Linked DNA regions of Mus musculus: region 1 is linked to region 2. Evidence: chromatin contacts called from public promoter capture Hi-C data. All regions are on one chromosome and are shown on one strand. The core of a region is the stretch at or near the end of the contact, and the rest is flanking DNA. Distances in the headings are between cores, read along the strand shown.

What was found. Capture Hi-C pulls out chosen DNA fragments and counts their contacts.
Region 1: a promoter capture Hi-C map of liver shows a contact between it and region 2. The contact joins the promoter of Zfp109 here to the promoter of Zfp180 in region 2. A contact is called at or near these places in 1 of 39 promoter capture datasets (liver), 3 of 484 Hi-C or Micro-C datasets (embryonic stem cells and nephron progenitors), 2 of 115 datasets of contacts at active chromatin or transcription factors (bone marrow-derived macrophages and embryonic stem cells) and 3 of 9 other capture datasets (adipose tissue, liver and pancreatic islet).

What each region holds. Positions count from the first base shown.
Region 1 is chr7:24,235,695-24,239,143 of GRCm38.p6, reverse strand. Zfp109 (zinc finger protein 109) reads left to right here and starts at 1,546. Exons shown (of 4, transcript NM_020262.3): 1 at 1,546-2,061; 2 at 2,469-2,526. The coding sequence starts at 2,512.
Region 2 is chr7:24,080,211-24,083,472 of GRCm38.p6, reverse strand. It overlaps Zfp180 (zinc finger protein 180), which reads right to left and starts at 1,576. Exons shown (of 5, transcript NM_001045486.2): 1 at 1,235-1,576.

The DNA of each region.
Region 1 (3,449 bases), core at 297-2,796, 160 kb before region 2:
TAAATGTGCACTTTGGTCTTCATGTGGGTCCCCTAATAAGTAGAGAGAGAGCTATCTCTGACTCTGCTGCCTACCATTGGATTACCTTCCCACTACCTGTCTGTCTTGTTGGGCTGCAGTGGGCGAGGATGTGCCTAGTTCTGCTGGCACTAGATATCCCAGGGCAGGGTGATACAAAAGGGGGGCAGTGAGGGAGGAGGGATTTGTAAGGGTAGAATTGTGCTGAGAGGAGGGAGGGGGCTGTGATTGGGATGTAAAGTGAATTAAAAAACCAATAAATTATTGAAAAAGAGACAGAGGGAGAAAGGGTATAGGGGAGGTGGGGTAAGTAGAGAGGGAGGCAGAGAGAAGTGCCTAGGTGGTGTCTCTTCACAGCAATAGAATGTTGACTCAGATACTCTGTGTTTGACCACTAGGTCATTCCTCCAGCCCCTCACTGGGGGATTCTATGTAGGGACTCTGACTTTGCTGTGGAATCGAGTTCTTATAGTTGTGAAGTAAGTTTTAGCTTTTATAATACAGTATAATATGGGACTTCAATGTTTTAAAAAAGTATCCACAGCTGGTCATGGTGGCCTACCCCTTTAATTCCAACACTTGGGAGGCAGAGGCAGGCAGATCTATGAGTTCGAGGATAGCTGGTCTACACAGGGAGTTCCAGGACAGCCAGGGCTACACAGAGAAACTGTTTAGGAAAAAAAAAAAACAAAAACAACAAAGAAAACAAAACAAAAACAAAAAAAGAAAAGAAAAGAAAACAGTATCTATAGTTGTTGTTCATGAGGGTGTTGTTTGCCTCTATGACGGTGCTCCTCCACCTATTCACCCACTCTGCCTTCCCCCTCTGACATCCCCTACTCTGGGGCATCAAGCCTCCCTCTTCTCCCACTGATGTCAGATGGGGCCATCCTCTAATACATATGTATCTAGAGCCATGGGTCCCTCCATGTGTACTCTTTGGTTGGTGGTTTAGTCCCTGGGAGCTCTGGGTGGTCCAGTTAGTTGATATTGTTCTTCTTATGGGGTTGCAAACCCCTTCAGCTACTTCAGTCCTTCCCCTTGCTTTTCCATTGGGGTCCCCGGGGCCAGTTCGACGGCTGGCTGTATTTGCAGGTGTTGGTAGAACCTCTCAGGAAACAGCCAAACCAGGCTCCTATTAGTAAGTACTTCTTATCATCAGAAATATTGTGGGGATTTGGTGTCTGCAGGTGGGATGGATCCCTAGGTGGGGCGGTCTTTCCTTCAGTCTCTGCTCCATTTTTTTGTCCCTGTTTTTCCTTTGGACAGAAAGATTTCACGGTTTAAAATGTTGAGATGTGAGGATGGCTCCATCCCTCAAATGGGTGTAACCTTTCTAAGGAAGGTTTCTGATGGTGTCCTAGATGTGCTCCAAAGCCAGGCACTTTTGCTGACGCATTCTGGGAACTGTAGTTCCGGCGCCTGTGTAGGTCGAGGTCGCTTCCGCTCCGGGAGGCATGGTTACCTCCGGGTGTGCCAGGGAGGGGAGACGTGGAGGGTCCCGCGCCCCTTCAGGTGCCGCCGTGTTCCCTGAGTGTCCCGTGGGGACAGAGTCTGTGGACCGGGAGAAGCAGGCAGTGGTGGTGGCTGCGGCGGCGACCGGTTCTCTCTAGCTGGGCTCTTCCTGAGGTGGCGCTGCCAGGGATTCCTGGACCCATCTCAGCTGCTCCTGGAGCCCCGGGGAGAGTCTAGCTTCCCATGGGAGCCTGGTAGAGGAGCTGTGGTGACAGATGGCCAGTGTCCTAAAGCCTTAAGTGGTACGCAACTCTGGTTTTGATGTGACTTTTTTTTTTGCATTTATTTATTTGTTTATTTACTTAAAGAGTGGGGCGTGCCACAGCTTATAAAAAGTGGGAGTAGAGTCACTCCTCCACCATGTGGGGTCCAGAGACTCGAATTCAGCTGACCAGGCTCCACCACAGTACATGTACTCCTTGAGCCATATCGCAGGGGCAAAAACTCCCTTTTAAAGAAAGGGTTCAGGTTTTTGTTGGTCCTTATTTCATGCACGCGGGAATGGAGACTTTTTGGAGGCTTTTTCAGGTGAGCGACCTTCACTAGAATGTCAACCTTTTAGTGGTAGAGACAGAGGACTGGGAAGGGGGAGGGATTTCACTCCCGTGTATAGAAACAAGTATGTGTAAAATAGCCATCAAATTAACAGGCCCGTCTGAGAGTGACGGTCAGTTTTGACAGCGTTCATTAGAGAGTTCAGAGCTTAAAGAATTGCTTTTCTAGAAAACCCATCACCACAGGCGGCTTTGTGAAGGTAGGAGTACCCAGTATTCCTGAAGCTTCCAGAAACAGAGAATGTGGTGAGTCTGGTAACCCGGGAGCTTAGTAGAAAAGCCTGGTCAGCGCGCACAGCCCTTGGGGCTGATGGAGAAGCTGAGGAAGCCATGTGGAACAACTGTCCTAGCAGTGTTCTCACGAAGCCCTTCCTCCCCCAGCTTGCTTCCCAGAGCCCTGCCTTGTCTCAAAGAGAAGAGAACAATGACCAAGTTACAGGTAAGTCGGGTTGCTTCCCCCATCCCCACAGTGCTAGGGATTGGAAACAGGACCCCTGCATGCTGAGCAAGTGCTCTGCAGCCACCATAGCCTATTTGACAAGGTCCAGGCCACGGAAGGACCCTGTTCCCAAAACAAACAAAAACCCTAGACAGCACCTGAGGAAGGACACCAGAGGTTGGGCTGTAGCCTGTACATACATGTGTACCCTTGTGTACATATGTACACTCACATGCATGCACACATGTATACACACATGCACACAGAAAACTGCTCACCCTCACTTCCTGCATTGGACTTCCTGAGCATTCATATCCTGAACAACCAGGGAGCGTCTGGCTTCCGCACAGCTTCTGTGGTTGACCCAACTCAGATGATGAAGGAATGAAGAAAGGACAGACACACAGACATGTGTACAGACAAGCTGGGATCGAATGAGCTGTGTGCTCTGATGGAGACTCCCCAGCAGCCCTGAAACTCAGCGCATTTATTAGACACCGCTGAGCACCCAGGAGCCATGATTCAGGAAACTGCAGCATGAATACAAATGCACGGGTATTTTACATGGAGTTCAGCCAAGCTCCCCAGCTACACAGTACCCTCAGCTCCAGGGACTAGACGCTTGTTTTGTTAACAACAGTGGTGATTTTCACACGTAATTTGTAGTCACCAGGTATCCCTGATTCTCTGTATTCTGGCCTAAACTGGACACTTTAAAATTTTTTTGGGTACCTTGGTAAGTGATTAAAAATAGTTTTCTTGAAACTTTCACTTAATTGAATTTTTGTTTTAAAGTTATTATGTATATATCAGTGGAACACTATATATATAAATAAAATGCTTCTATATATATTGTGTGTATATGGACAGAACATTTAACATATATAACATTATATACACATATAATGTTATATAAATGTATA
Region 2 (3,262 bases), core at 327-2,826:
TCCATCTGGTACTTGACTGTCGAAAGGACTGATTAACTGAAAACAATACTGGGTCTCCTGGTTCAAGAACCAGGACCTCCAGGCTGCTCTAGTGTGAACCCATTTCCTCCGAATCGAAATGCTCCCTCCTAGAAGGAGAAGGGAGGCTCCTAAGACTCAGGAAGCAAACAAAACTTAAAAGATCTCAGAAGCTGAAACTTTAAAGATACACACACACACCCTTCCTTAAGATTATACATGCAACAGCGAAGGCTGAGGAGGAGGTACCCTGCCCAGATGAGCTGCTTTGGAGTCTTGTAGGCACCTCCAGAGACGCAGCTTCCCTGAGTCATCACTCCCGTGGGCTTTTCAGTGCCATAGCTGACTCATCCTGCTCCTGTAAGAAACCCTTCACTCATACTTCCGTAGGGAACAACAATAAACCCACTGGCTCACTGGGCTAAACAGCGGCCACTGCTCTGCTTGGCTGTCATGCCTGGTCTAGGAACAGAAGCCACATACATCTCCAACAAACAGGACACCCCCAGGCTTGCAAGAACAGTGTCTGCCCAGGTAGGAGAACCACGTCTTCAGAACGTAGGCTGGTGATTCCGACACCAACACTTGCTCACGAATACAGTGTGGGCTTAGATCTAGTACAGAAACAGTGGCATGGTTCCTCTCTTTGGGAAAAAGAGTCTGTGCATTGGAAGGCTCTCCACTAAATACGCAGGGGAGGAGGGGAGTTCCTGGTACTTTTGTACGTACACAGAGGAAACTGCTCAGGTCACACCCACCTCTGCACCTACCCTCAGGGTCTCTCCCTACCCTCAGAGCTGATTCTGCATATGCACCTAGGGCCACCAGAGTCAGTTATTAGGAGCTGTTGGTGACACACCCTGTCACCTTAGAGGCCCCGCCACAATGTCTCTCTGTGGCGATAATACCTCTTTTAAAACTTTTTTGTCTAAAACGCAAGGCACCTTAGTGTCCCCTCGGGCCTTTCAATTATCTGCCCTTTGCCTAGGCCCTGTTTTCCATCCTTTTGGACATCCTCGGTCCCACAGTCCCACCACACAAAACCAACCATCCGCGCATGCGCACAACTGTGCACTCTTTACAGCCTCCCGAGACCCTGAGTCCTATTCTGAGGCACAGGAACCCCAAGTCACTGACACCAACGCGTCCAGATTCCCGCCTAGACCCTGCGCATGCGCACATCGACCACTGTAAGCGTCCCACATCTAACACCAACCTGGACGTCCGTGAGCCCGTGGTGAGGACCGGGGCGGGTCTGAGCCACTCACGACTCAGCGTCAGAACGAAACTGTGCTCACCGCTTCCTGCCCCGATCCTGAAGCACACCCGGCATGACTCGAGTGGCGGGGGTCTGGCTTCCACTTCGAGTCAGCATCCGCCAGGTCGCTCCGTGTAGACTGAGCCCAGCCACAAAGCTGAGCCATAGAAGACGCCTTCACACACATACACACACACACACTCACACGCACGCACGCACACACACAAACACATACAAACACACACACACACTCACACAAATGGCTGCACTGCCGGCTAAACCCGGAAGTAGGGGGTTATCAGCTCAATGGAACTACAATTCCCAGAACTCTCAGCGGCTTACGCAGCCGCTGTCAGAACTCAGCGCCAAGGGGCGAGGCCTCGAACTCGAGTGAGGCTGCGCAGTCCATCCCAGTCCTTTCAGGGTGGTGGCCAATGGGAAAGTCCTCTTGTAAGCCAAGATTGAAGCTGGCTTTGACACTGCCAAGTCTGGAAGACTAGCGATGTCCATGTTGTACAGTTCAAAAAGTTCTAATCATGCGGGCAGAATGGCTCAGCAGATAAAGGCGCTTTGCCGCCAATCATGATGATACGAGTTGGATTCCCAGAACCCCGTAAATAAATAAATCTAATCGCCCCACCTCCAATCCCCCACACACTATATAACTCTGTCTGGCCTGGAATTTACAGATGACCACCTGCCTCTGCTTCTCAAATGCTGGGATTAAAGGTATGAACTATCACACCCATCTTTTAAAAACTGATTTTTTATTTAATAGCTGTCAGTGTTAGGTCTCAAAGAAACCCAGGACAAATGGCTAAGGTGCCTGTTAACATATCCGGGTAAATGTTGGCTAGCTCTCCCAGCATCCCACTCCCTAACCGGAACCTCTCCTTTCCCCAGCTTTTCCTTTCAACATAAACTCATACATATTGGCTACGAGGTCTCCTGGTTCCCACACTTTTGATCTCTCCATCTTTGGCTCCTCTTTTTGCTCCCTATAATTAGCATATTAAAATGCCTTTTAGACATGTAAAAAATAATTAGCTTAGGACTCCTGCTCCACCCAAGGCTACACCTGATAACCAGAACTCAGAGACATCACTCCCTCATAATAACCAGATACAGTCTTAGAACCCCACTGGACAGTAATACACGCAGAGACCTAGAGCAATGCTTTGCTCTGCACATTTGGAGAGGCACCATCTTGATCTGCCCTATGGATAGAGATTCTCCGCCCAGGATCCTGAAGATCGAATCAGAGACTTCTGTTCTGGACCTCCAACACTTTTACATTCAGCTAAGATACATCACCCAGGTGAACAGCACTGGGGAGATAGTTGGAAACATAGAGTTTGAATTTTGTGTGATGACCCTCAGCATAATAAAACATATCTTTTGATATACTAACTATATGTGTTTACCTTCTTGGTCACGAAACTCCCTCTCCTCTTTCACTCTCTCCCCCCACACTCACTCTCCACTCATGGCTCCGTTCAGTCTAGACCCTTCCATGCCTCTGACTGTTCTCGGCCTCACAGTTTAAGCATACCTCTTTTTCTTTTTTCATTTATCTGATGCCCATAACCCGGGATTGACATAAGTGAGTTCCCTCTGAGGGACTCGGCAGCTCTGAACCAAGCTGTGGATCTGGCTCTCTAAGGTATGTATGTATCATTTATTTCTGCTGGCTCCTACCATTCACCAAACTTGACTCCAAATTCTAGAGTCTGCCTCTTCAATTGCTTTCTAGCCATGTGTCCCTCCTTGTCTACTCCACAAGTGTCTCTCTGGCTCCTGCAGCCTGGTAAGCCCTCCAGTGACCTCGTGGCATTTGCCATAAGGCATAAAGACATTTGCCCCCCCCCCCCACGTTGAAGTCACCCCCTTTCCAAGTCCATCTTCAGCTGCTCTCTCCTTTCCATCTCTACAGGACAAGTGCCACCTCAGAGTTGCCTTCTTTGTCTACTAGTACTACAAAAACCA